Regions from separate parts of the Muntiacus reevesi genome. Here region 2 is linked to region 1. The links are chromatin contacts, called in public Hi-C maps. All regions are on one chromosome and are shown on one strand. Each heading gives the region's core, a stretch centred on a gene start, on an enhancer-like site or on the middle of the called end of the contact. The rest is flanking DNA. Distances are from core to core; before and after follow the strand shown. Region 1 holds the start of ABAT (4-aminobutyrate aminotransferase). Region 2 holds the start of CARHSP1 (calcium regulated heat stable protein 1).

The links. A called contact is a pair of places that touch in the nucleus more often than the background predicts.
Region 2: a Hi-C map of blood shows a contact between it and region 1, with 5 times the contacts expected there. The contact joins the promoter of CARHSP1 here to the promoter of ABAT in region 1. A contact is called at or near these places in 2 of 3 Hi-C or Micro-C datasets (blood and muscle).

Annotation. Positions count from the first base shown.
Region 1 is chr2:186,710,512-186,715,159 of mMunRee1.1, reverse strand. ABAT (4-aminobutyrate aminotransferase) reads right to left here and starts at 1,937. Exons shown (of 17, transcript XR_010661626.1): 1 at 1,804-1,937.
Region 2 is chr2:186,845,832-186,850,479 of mMunRee1.1, reverse strand. CARHSP1 (calcium regulated heat stable protein 1) reads left to right here and starts at 2,186. Exons shown (of 4, transcript XM_065924310.1): 1 at 2,186-2,321.

The DNA of each region.
Region 1 (4,648 bases), core at 688-3,187:
AAAACGATGCCATGGGCTGAGTGGGGAAGTGCAGGGGCCTGGGGATAGATTCTGTGCAGCGGCCTGCTGGGGGAGAGCACCGAGTTTCAGCTGTGTCCCCTCCTAGCGGAGTGACATTGGCAGAGCCTCTGCACCACCTCTGACGAGTTGGGGAGCCTGGTGCCCAACTACCTTGGTTCTAAATGTGAGGACGGGAGGTAGTATTCCGGACCCTGCCGGCCCACAAGTCCCAGAGAGGCTGTGACCAGCTTCACCACCCACTGGCTAGGTGACCTTGAGCAAGTCTCTTCCCGTCTTGGTGCCCCTGCTTGCTCAACTGTCAAATGAAGGAGCAAGATCTTTGGTCTCGAGTCCCTGGGAGGTCTAAGGTCTCCAGATTGCACCATTTCTCTCTTTTCGGGGCTGACCTCTTTGGGCGTCTGGGACACACACTTCTCCTTTCTCCACCTCTCAGCTGCAGCTCCAAAGCAAAGCTCCTTGCTTTTCCTCCTCTGCCGCCACCCCCTACTCTGACCGGCCGGATCAAAGCAGCTCCCTGCCCCTGTCAGGTCACCACCAACCTGTCCCTTAGTCCAGCTTCATCAAAGCCAGTCCGATGGATGGTTCCTGCAGCATCTCTCTTGGCTAAAGGCCTAGGGAATTCCAGCGGGCAATGCCCACAGGAGCTAGGAAGGGGGAGCCCCAAGAGGCAAGTGGGGGCCCTTCTCTCTGCATGGACACCCTCTTCTCCAGGAGAGGGGTTGGCTGTCTCAGGGGAGGATATTTGGAACACAGTCCTTTGTGTATGTGTGTGTGTGTGTGTTGGGGGGGGGGGTCCTCACTGGTCCTGCTGCCTCAGAGGCCATCTCTGGTGACAGTTTGGAGGCTCCGGGAACCATCTCTAGCTGAGGAGCCCAGCTCTAAGGGTTTCAGTCTGCTCTTGTCTCTGGCCACGGTGGGAGAGGAAAGGAGAGATGGGATTAGGTGGAGTAGAGAGGTGGGAGAGATAGGACAGGGTAGGGGGTAGTTAATGGGATGGGATTGTGTGAAAGGTTACAGAGGGGCGGGGTGAGCTGTGTGGCTTGGTCCAGACGGGGACCGAAACCCTTGCCCTGTTTCTGAATGTGAAAACCCCTCCTCTTACATCTTGAGAAAGAGGAGTAATCTTCCAAATGCCTTAAGTGTGAAGGTGTTCGAGGCAATCAACCTTCTCTCTCTGATGGATGAAGAGGGGTTGGGGTGGGGGGAGATAGGGAATTGAGTCTAGCTTCTGAGTTGGGGCGTGTGTGCACAGGGAGGTCTGTACTGGACTTGAGGGTTACATGCAGCGTCTCTGGCCAGCGATATCCCTCTCTTAGGGAGGGGCTTATTTTCCCTCCTGGAGGAAGCACCCCTTTATCTCCGAGCTGAGAAGGGAGGGTGGGGAGAAGAATCCAAACTTAGTTTTTTAGGGACGGGGGAGAGGCATGCGTCTCCAAAGAAATGATGGGCCCTAGAAACCCGGGGAGGCTGGAACCCACTTTGGGGGCGGAGGGAAGCACGTTCCATTCCAAGGGGGAATGTGGGGAAAGCAATCTTATTTTTAGAGCCGGGGGGCCAGGAAGGAAGGGCCCATTTCCGAAGGGAAAAGGAAACTATTTTGTTCTCTGGACGGTGGACAGCTCTCTCTTTTCGGGGGAGAGGGGCCCGCGTCTCAGAAAGATGAGGGCTCGGTCTCTTAAGAGAAGATGCCCCGTTTTTGCTCCCTGGGGGGCAGGGCCGAAGGATTCCATCTCAGCTCGCGCGCAAGGGCTCGCCTCACGCGACCCGGCGCCTGGTCCTTACCTCCAGGCCTCTGCTCCAACGTGCGGACTCCGATCCGCTCCGACTTGAGCGATCCGCGCCCTGCGCTCAGGCGGCGCCCGGTCTCTGCCCCGCTTCCCCCAGCGACTCGCCGGGCTCCTGGGCTCCGCCGAGCCGCGCTGGCCAATCAGCGCTGCGGGTCCCGGCCCTCGCGCGCGCCGCCGCCAATGAGCGCGCCCGCCACGGGCCACCGCCCCCGGGAGGGCGGGGGAAGGCGGGCCGGGGGCAGAGTCCGGCCTCCCGGGGGCGGAGGAACCGGGGGCCCGGAGGAGGGACCGCGAAGGCCAGGATGGAGGAGCCGGGTTGTGACCGCGGCGGCGAGAAGCCTCAGCCGAGCTGGGGTGTGGGGAGTCCGTCTCTGAAATGGGGGGTAGGAGGGGAGGCTCTATAGGCTGGTTTAACCTAGACCTTAATTGCCTCCTGCCCCTTTTCTGGATACTGGGGTCTGCGGATGTGTGTAGCTGCTCCCTCTGCACCATGCGCCTTGGATCTCGGGCTCCGGAAACCTAGATTCAGAGTTAGACAAGGTTCCGTAAGAAAGGGAGGGAGAAAGAGCATAGGGTCCCCCTCCGACTCCCCCGCCCCCCACGCACACCCTCCCTCCGTGCAAGTGCTCGGGGCCTTCTCGCTCTCAGCTCCCAGCTAGTGCATCCTTGGGGCAGTGCAAAGATCACTGGATTAGGAGTCCATGCTTCCTGCTGCACGTTCTCGGGCAGGTCACTCTGCCTCTCTGATCCTCAATAGTGGAGACAGCAGTGATAACACCCCCTTCATGAGCACAAGTGAGAGGGTAGATGTGATGAAACTGCCTTCACAAAAATTAAAGTGCTATATGAAAACTAAATAATACTAAAGTGTGAATGACTCCTAACCCAGTAGCTTTCTAAAGGTATTTGGAAAGAGGATGCAGTCGTTCAATGGTAAAATCAAAGACACAGGAAACTACCCATCAGAACAAGAGCTCACCAGTGCTCATGATGAATAGCTGTTCCTGAATTCAAAATGCCAGGAAAGAATACAGCTTGGGTTTCCCCACTCAGCCTGATCAGGTAACTATTTCCTTTGTCTGTTTGCATCTTGCAAAACCCTGAGGTCCTGCCTTCCATGAATCCAGGCGGCCTGGTCTCTGATTAGGTGAGCAGGACTATAGTGCTGGGAATTAAGATAAATATAAAGCAAAAAAAAAAAAAGGGGGGGGTCTTCCTAGGTGACTCAGTGGGTAAAGAATTCACCTGCAATGTAGGAGACTCAGGTTCGATCCTTGGGTTGGGAAGATCCTCTGGAGGAGGAAATGGCAACCCATTCCAGTATTCTTGCCTGAAGAATCCCATGGACAAAACAGCCTGGTGGGCTACAGTCCATGGGGTGACAGAGTTGGACACGACTAAAGCAACTGAGCACCCCAAAGCAAACAAATACGTTTAAAAACTGCTGAACAAACCACCTGCCCTCTAGTGTGGTCTGTGACTACAGGGACCAAAAGAAACAATAAGTAAGAATAGGAGGGCTTACTGGTGGTCCAGTGGCTAAGAATCTGCCTGCCAGTGCAGGGGACATGGGTTTAATCCCTGCTCTGGGAAAATCCCACATGCAGAGAGGCAACTAACACCGTGGACAACAACTACTGAAGCCTGCGAGCTCTGGGGCCTGGGCTCCAGAATGAGAGAAGCCACGGCAGTGAGAGGCCGGTGCACCACTGCTAGACAGTAGCCCCAGCTCACTGCAGCTAGAGAAAGCCTGAGTGCGGCAACGAAGACCCAGTGCAGCCAAAAAGAGGAGTAACACAAAGGAATCGCTGGAAAATAGCACGGAACAACAGTTCTGCTAAAACCGAGAGCTTTGCCAGTCCCTTAGGTATGCTGATGCTGTCACCTTGCAGAACTTTATGAGGCCTGGGTTAGAAATTTTTCCTTAAAACCCAAGCCATGCAGATAATCCCTTTTACTGTCCAAAGAAATAAAACGGTCAGTAAATATGGAAGGGAGGAAGGTTTGCCAAAGAAAGACAAGTTAAAGAGATGGAAAATTTCATTTACCAAAATGGCCTCATTTTTATTATTATCATTAGCACTATTTGTGGAGGTTTCAGGGAAGTGGACAATTTCATAAATTGCTGTAGGGAATATCAATGTTCAAAGCCTTTCTGGGAAGAAGCTGAGTATTCCTATTCAAAAAATCTGAAAAATAAGCTTACCCTTTGACCTAGCAGTTAAATCTCTATGAATTTATCCTAAAACAATGAAAGGTGCTAAAGTTTAGGGATAAAGTAGGTTTACTGTAATTTCGTTTCTTGTATCAAAAAACTGGAAACGACTTATAAGTACTTATAAGTACAACAGGTACTCAGAAAGGACATCTGTTGCCTGAAATTAAAGTGAAAGTGAAGTCGCTCAGTCGTGTCCGACTCTTTGCGACCCTGTGGACTGTAGCCTACCAGGCTCCTCCATCCATGGGATTCTCCAGGCAAGAGTACTGGAGTGGGTTACCATTTCCTCCTCCAGGGGATCTGCCCCACCCAGGGATCGAACTTGCATCTCCCGCATTGCAGGTGGATTCTTTTACCACTGAGCCACTAGAGAAGCCCCTGTCTATCACACTGGAGAGCACCAATATAGATGATATATAGATCAACAGACTGAATAAAATAAGTGCCCACTAGTAGAAGTAGTTATCTCTGCATGTTAAAATTGTGGGTGACTATACTTTTATCTGTATGTTACTAATTTCTAATTATTCTATATAACTATATTATTCTATATAACTATATATATGTGTATATATACACACATTGCTTTTGTACTAAGAACAAATAGTTAACATGAGAAACA
Region 2 (4,648 bases), core at 937-3,436, 140 kb before region 1:
AAGAAAGTGTTCCCAGATCCAGATGCTGGTAGAGCTAAGTTCACCCACAATCTGGCCCCAGAGCTTGCAATCCTAGCCCAGCACAGCTGGCTGGGGTCACTTGCCCCGCTCACCAAAACATCCCGAAGATATAGTGACTCTTCAAAATGATGGAAGAATTAGAAGGAAACAGGAAATGCCCCAGAATATTTGTCTAACCTTATCAGCTGGGCAAAATCCCCAGAAGCAGCAAAAAAAAGTTTCACTGAATTGACCATGTGGAACTGGTGGGCCCTCCTGTTGCTGCAGGTGATAATGATACCTCAGTTGTCAGTAGTAACCAGTAAATGTTACTAGTGCGGATGTTGCTAGTGGGGGAGATGTGGCTGTGTAGGGGGAGGTGATTTCTGATCACCTTGACCTGCCTTCAGCAAGAATCCTAGCTAGCTAGTTTATCTAGAACCATCCTTGACCCGTGATGTTTTTTTCTCCCTAGTAATTTTCCATCCATCGTGCTTCCAACCCACTTTGGCTATAACTTTCCACTTTTCCCTGCTGCATTTGGAGTTGAGCCCAATCTGTGCCAAAACCATCCTCGCTTTTTGATGGTCCCTAACTTATCCTGATAGTCCTGAACAAAGTCTGCCTTACCGTTTTAACAAGTGTCATGAGTGATCTTTTCTTTAACAATGGTTGACTTTATAAATGCTTGAGAAAGCTCATTCTGCCTGCTGCAAAGAAAATTGGAGCGTGGGCATGGATGTTAGGGGGAAGGTAGAGCAATTGGGTGGAGGCTGCTGCTCCTGGTGAGATGGGAGAGGTTCAAGTCATGGGGGGAAGAAATAGGTACAAGTGGGCGGACATGAGACACACTTTGGAGGGAGGAGTCTCCACTCACACCTGCCTTAAGCTTTTTCCTGGCTGCCCTCAGTCCCTAATTGAGACCCTTGAATTTAGCGCATTCTGACCCCATGCTCCCTTTTCTCTCTCTCTTAGCCCCACCACACTCCTTCCCACCTCAGGGCCTTTGCACATGCTCTCATCACTCTCAGGAATGTCCTTCTGTCTGTTTAATTCCTGACCTTCCGGAAGATCAGAGTTATAATCACTGGACAATCTGGGAAGTCCTGGGGAAGTTTTAAGCTAAGTGTACATGCCTATTCATGAAGGGGCTTGAGCAGAGGACAGTACTGCATCAAATTCGGGCAAAGGTCAACAGAGGCCAAGTTTTAGCTGATAGATACCAGGAAGGTCAACATCTTCATCATACCTTTGAGGAGGTGTCTGTTTTATGGCTGAATTGTTTCTTGACTGTTTTTCCCCTTGCTCCTGCATTCCTTCACTTCCCTTAAAATCATTAATACCAAGCCCGGTTAAAGAACAAACACTGTGGCTAGGCTTCAGATCACAAAACAGTTTAGGCCAAAACTAGCTTCTCTTATGTCAAGGAAGCATGCTTGTGTTCTTCTCCAGGGAACCCCTAACCTGACTATACAAGAGAGGCAGGGAGAGTTGGTGGGTTCCAGGAAGGACCCCTGTGCCACCCCAGTCCCTAGACCCTGTTGTCCCAGACATTTAAGAGCATCCCTCCCCGCATGCCGCCCCTCAACTACCAGCCGGAGCCTCCATCCAGGGTTGAGCTTCGTTTCAGGGACTGCTCTGACTTGCTGGGTGTGAGGAGGTGGGTCACCTGTCTTGCCTCGGTTTTCCCTCCTGTAAGATGGGAGTAAGTTCATTTACCTGCAGACGCGGAGGACTCAAGGAGCAGAGACTGAAAACAAAACAAAAGGAACGAAATCAGTTCTCCCAGTTTCGCTGTTGTTCTTTCTTTCTTTGCATTTTTTTGGTTTGCTTTTTCTCCCTTCGGCCACTCTCTTCATCCCTTCTCGTCATTCTTGTATCTTTTTCTTTCTGCTAAAACGGAGGAGGTGCCCGGGGTCCATCCGGATTCTGGAGCGAAGGTCGAGTCGGGGACCAAATCCGACGCCGTCGGCGTGGGGAGGGACTCGCTCGGGCGCGACGACCAGATGCTCTCCTTTTTTCACGGGAGACTTCCGGCCGGGGGTGTGCAGCACAGACGAGGGCCCGGGCCACCCCCACCCACCCACCCCAGGCCATGCGCCCCGCGCTCCCGCCAGTCCCGCGCGCGGACACAAAGGTCCCGTAGGGACTGGTCCCGCCCGCCCCGCCCCTCCTCGAGGCCGCGGCCCCATTGGCCGAGAGCTCCAGGGGGCGGGGCCAGGGGCGGGCGCGGCAAGCCCGCCCTGCCAACCACGCCCCCTCCCCAGCTCGGTTCCCCGCAGTTGGAGCTGAGCGCCTGGTGGAGCGAAGCGGATAGTCAGGTAGGCAGCTTCTCCGGAGACCCCAGAAAGGGCGTGGTGGGGGTGCCCTCGCCCCGAGGGAGGCCCAAGAACCTCCGGCATGGGACCTCGGCCTCTTCTGCCCCCGCTGCCCCCCATTCATCCCCACTCTGGAGGGTCTTCCAGCTCCCCGGCTGGGTTTCTGGGCCCCTCGGAAATGGCCGGGCGGCAGTGGCCTGTTTGGGCAGCGCGGGTTACTCATCCCCGCCTGGAGGATGGTGGGTGTGGCAACAGCCCGAGGGATTTGGCGCGGATGTCTGGTTGCATGTCCCGCCTGGCCACCTGTTTTCTTGGTGCAGGAAAAAAACCCTCTTCTCCTCCTCCCGGGCCCCCACCCCCACCCCTCCCCTTGCTTTCGCTGGATGGAGCTGGATGGGGTGACTCGCGAGGCGCTGGGGCGAGGCGCGCGGGGCGGGGGCGCCGCTCGGGGAGGTGGAGCCAGCCCCCAGCCAGGCCTGGCCGCGCCAGCTGCGGGCTCGGCGGTGGGACCGCTGCCAGGCCTGGCGAGGAGGTTGGGGAGGGAGCGGGGACATCCTGGCGCCGTGCGATTGGCCGCCTCTAGGGAGGAGGAGCTGCCGGGCGCTCACCCGGGGTGTTTGCGTCTGGATGGGGGGGCCCCCGGAGGCCTTGCAGAGAAACTTCACCCGCGCCCACGGGCTCCCTCCCTGCCGGCCTCATTGGCAGCCCAAGTTTTCAGGCCGGAAATGCAACGGTTTTTTGTTTTGATTTCTAAAAAGGAAGCCCCCAACAGCTTATCTGGGGTTGGAGTGGATGTATGTATTGGGAGTGGTGTGGGGGGCCGGATTTCAGCCCCCTCCAGGCACGATCTCCTTTCCCACAGGCGGGAGGGTCTCACTGCAACATAGAAGACTTCTCTGAGCCTCCGTTTCCTCATCCGTAGACTGGGGATGTAAGTTTCCCTACCATAACGGGGTGTGTGAGAATAAAAGGAGATAGCTGACCCAGGACTGGGGTGCGGGAGCTTTAGCTACTGTTACATTTTTTACTTACTTTTTTAAAATATATATGTATTTCTTGGTCTCTTCATTCCCAGTCTTGCCCCTCCAATATTCTTCTCTACCCTGAACGCAGGGGGAACTTGTAAAAACAGATTCAAATCAACCCCGGGCTTAAAATCGCCTGTTGATGTCCTCGATGTCGTTTCAGTCCTAAACTCTTCACCAGAGTTTTCTGTTATCTCCCTCCCCCAGACAGACCGTCCCAGCCCCTTTCTGGCACCCGCCCTCCCTCCCTGTCCCTGCAGACCCCTCTGCCAGGAATGACTTCCTCACGGCCCCTGTAGGGCTTGAAGCAGGCGCCCCTTCCTCGGGGCCAGGGTCCTTCTCCAAATCCCCTCTATGTTTGCCTCTCCCGGGCGGCCTTGATGGCCGCGGGTTCTCAATACTGCGGTCTTTATCACCCTCCCCGGAGCCCCAACAGAGCAGAAACAGGGCCTGTAGCATCGCGAAGCCCGGCCCCGAGTAGATGCTCGGGAAGAGCTGAGCCAGGCCCATCGCCGGGCTCTGAGGCCTGGGCGGGAAAGAGGGAGGCCCCCTCGGGAGAGGAACGGTCTTTGTCTCACCGAGTGGCAAAGTCAGGGCATTCAGGGCATTCGGTTTGTGTCCCATCAGCAGAGACGGACGTGGGAGGGATTATTCTAGACGGCCGGAGCCTGGCAGTGCTACCATTAGCGGCTCGACTATTGTTGCCTGAAGCCGTTGTATCTGGCACCCTCCTGTACAACACCCTCCGTCCGCCGGGCTGGGAGGCTACACCAGGACCGTCCCCTTTGACAGATGGAGAGACTGAGGCAGGGAACGGGGAGGTCGCTTGTCGGGGAGGTCACAGAGGGAGCGGAGAGCACAATTAGACCTGAGACTCAGGTCTGATCGAAACCCTGGATGGAGGCGAAGATGGAATACAGGAAGGCTGGAAGTGGGGGCGATGGGATGGGGTTGCAGAATCGGCCTCGAGTTACCCACAGGGGCTTGGGCGCTTCCCAGGCCCGGAGCCGGGCGGGCCGGGCCGGGCCGGGCCGGGCACGCTAACGGCAGGGCTGTGACGGAGGGCGCCTCGGCTTCCCGGTCGCTGGTCCTAGGGTTTCCGGCCTCTTCCCAGCACTCCGGGGCGGCTGAGCAGTTCCCGGCTGGGCTAGTCCCCCAGCCCCACCCCGGGCATGGGCATCTCAGATGCACTTCGGTGTCTTGTTCGTATTTCTCTCTGCTGCGGGCGCCGCCAGCTCCAGCCAGGCCGCCTCTCCCTCGCGCCCCCTCCCCTGATTCCGCCCCCGCAAATCCCCTCGACGCCCC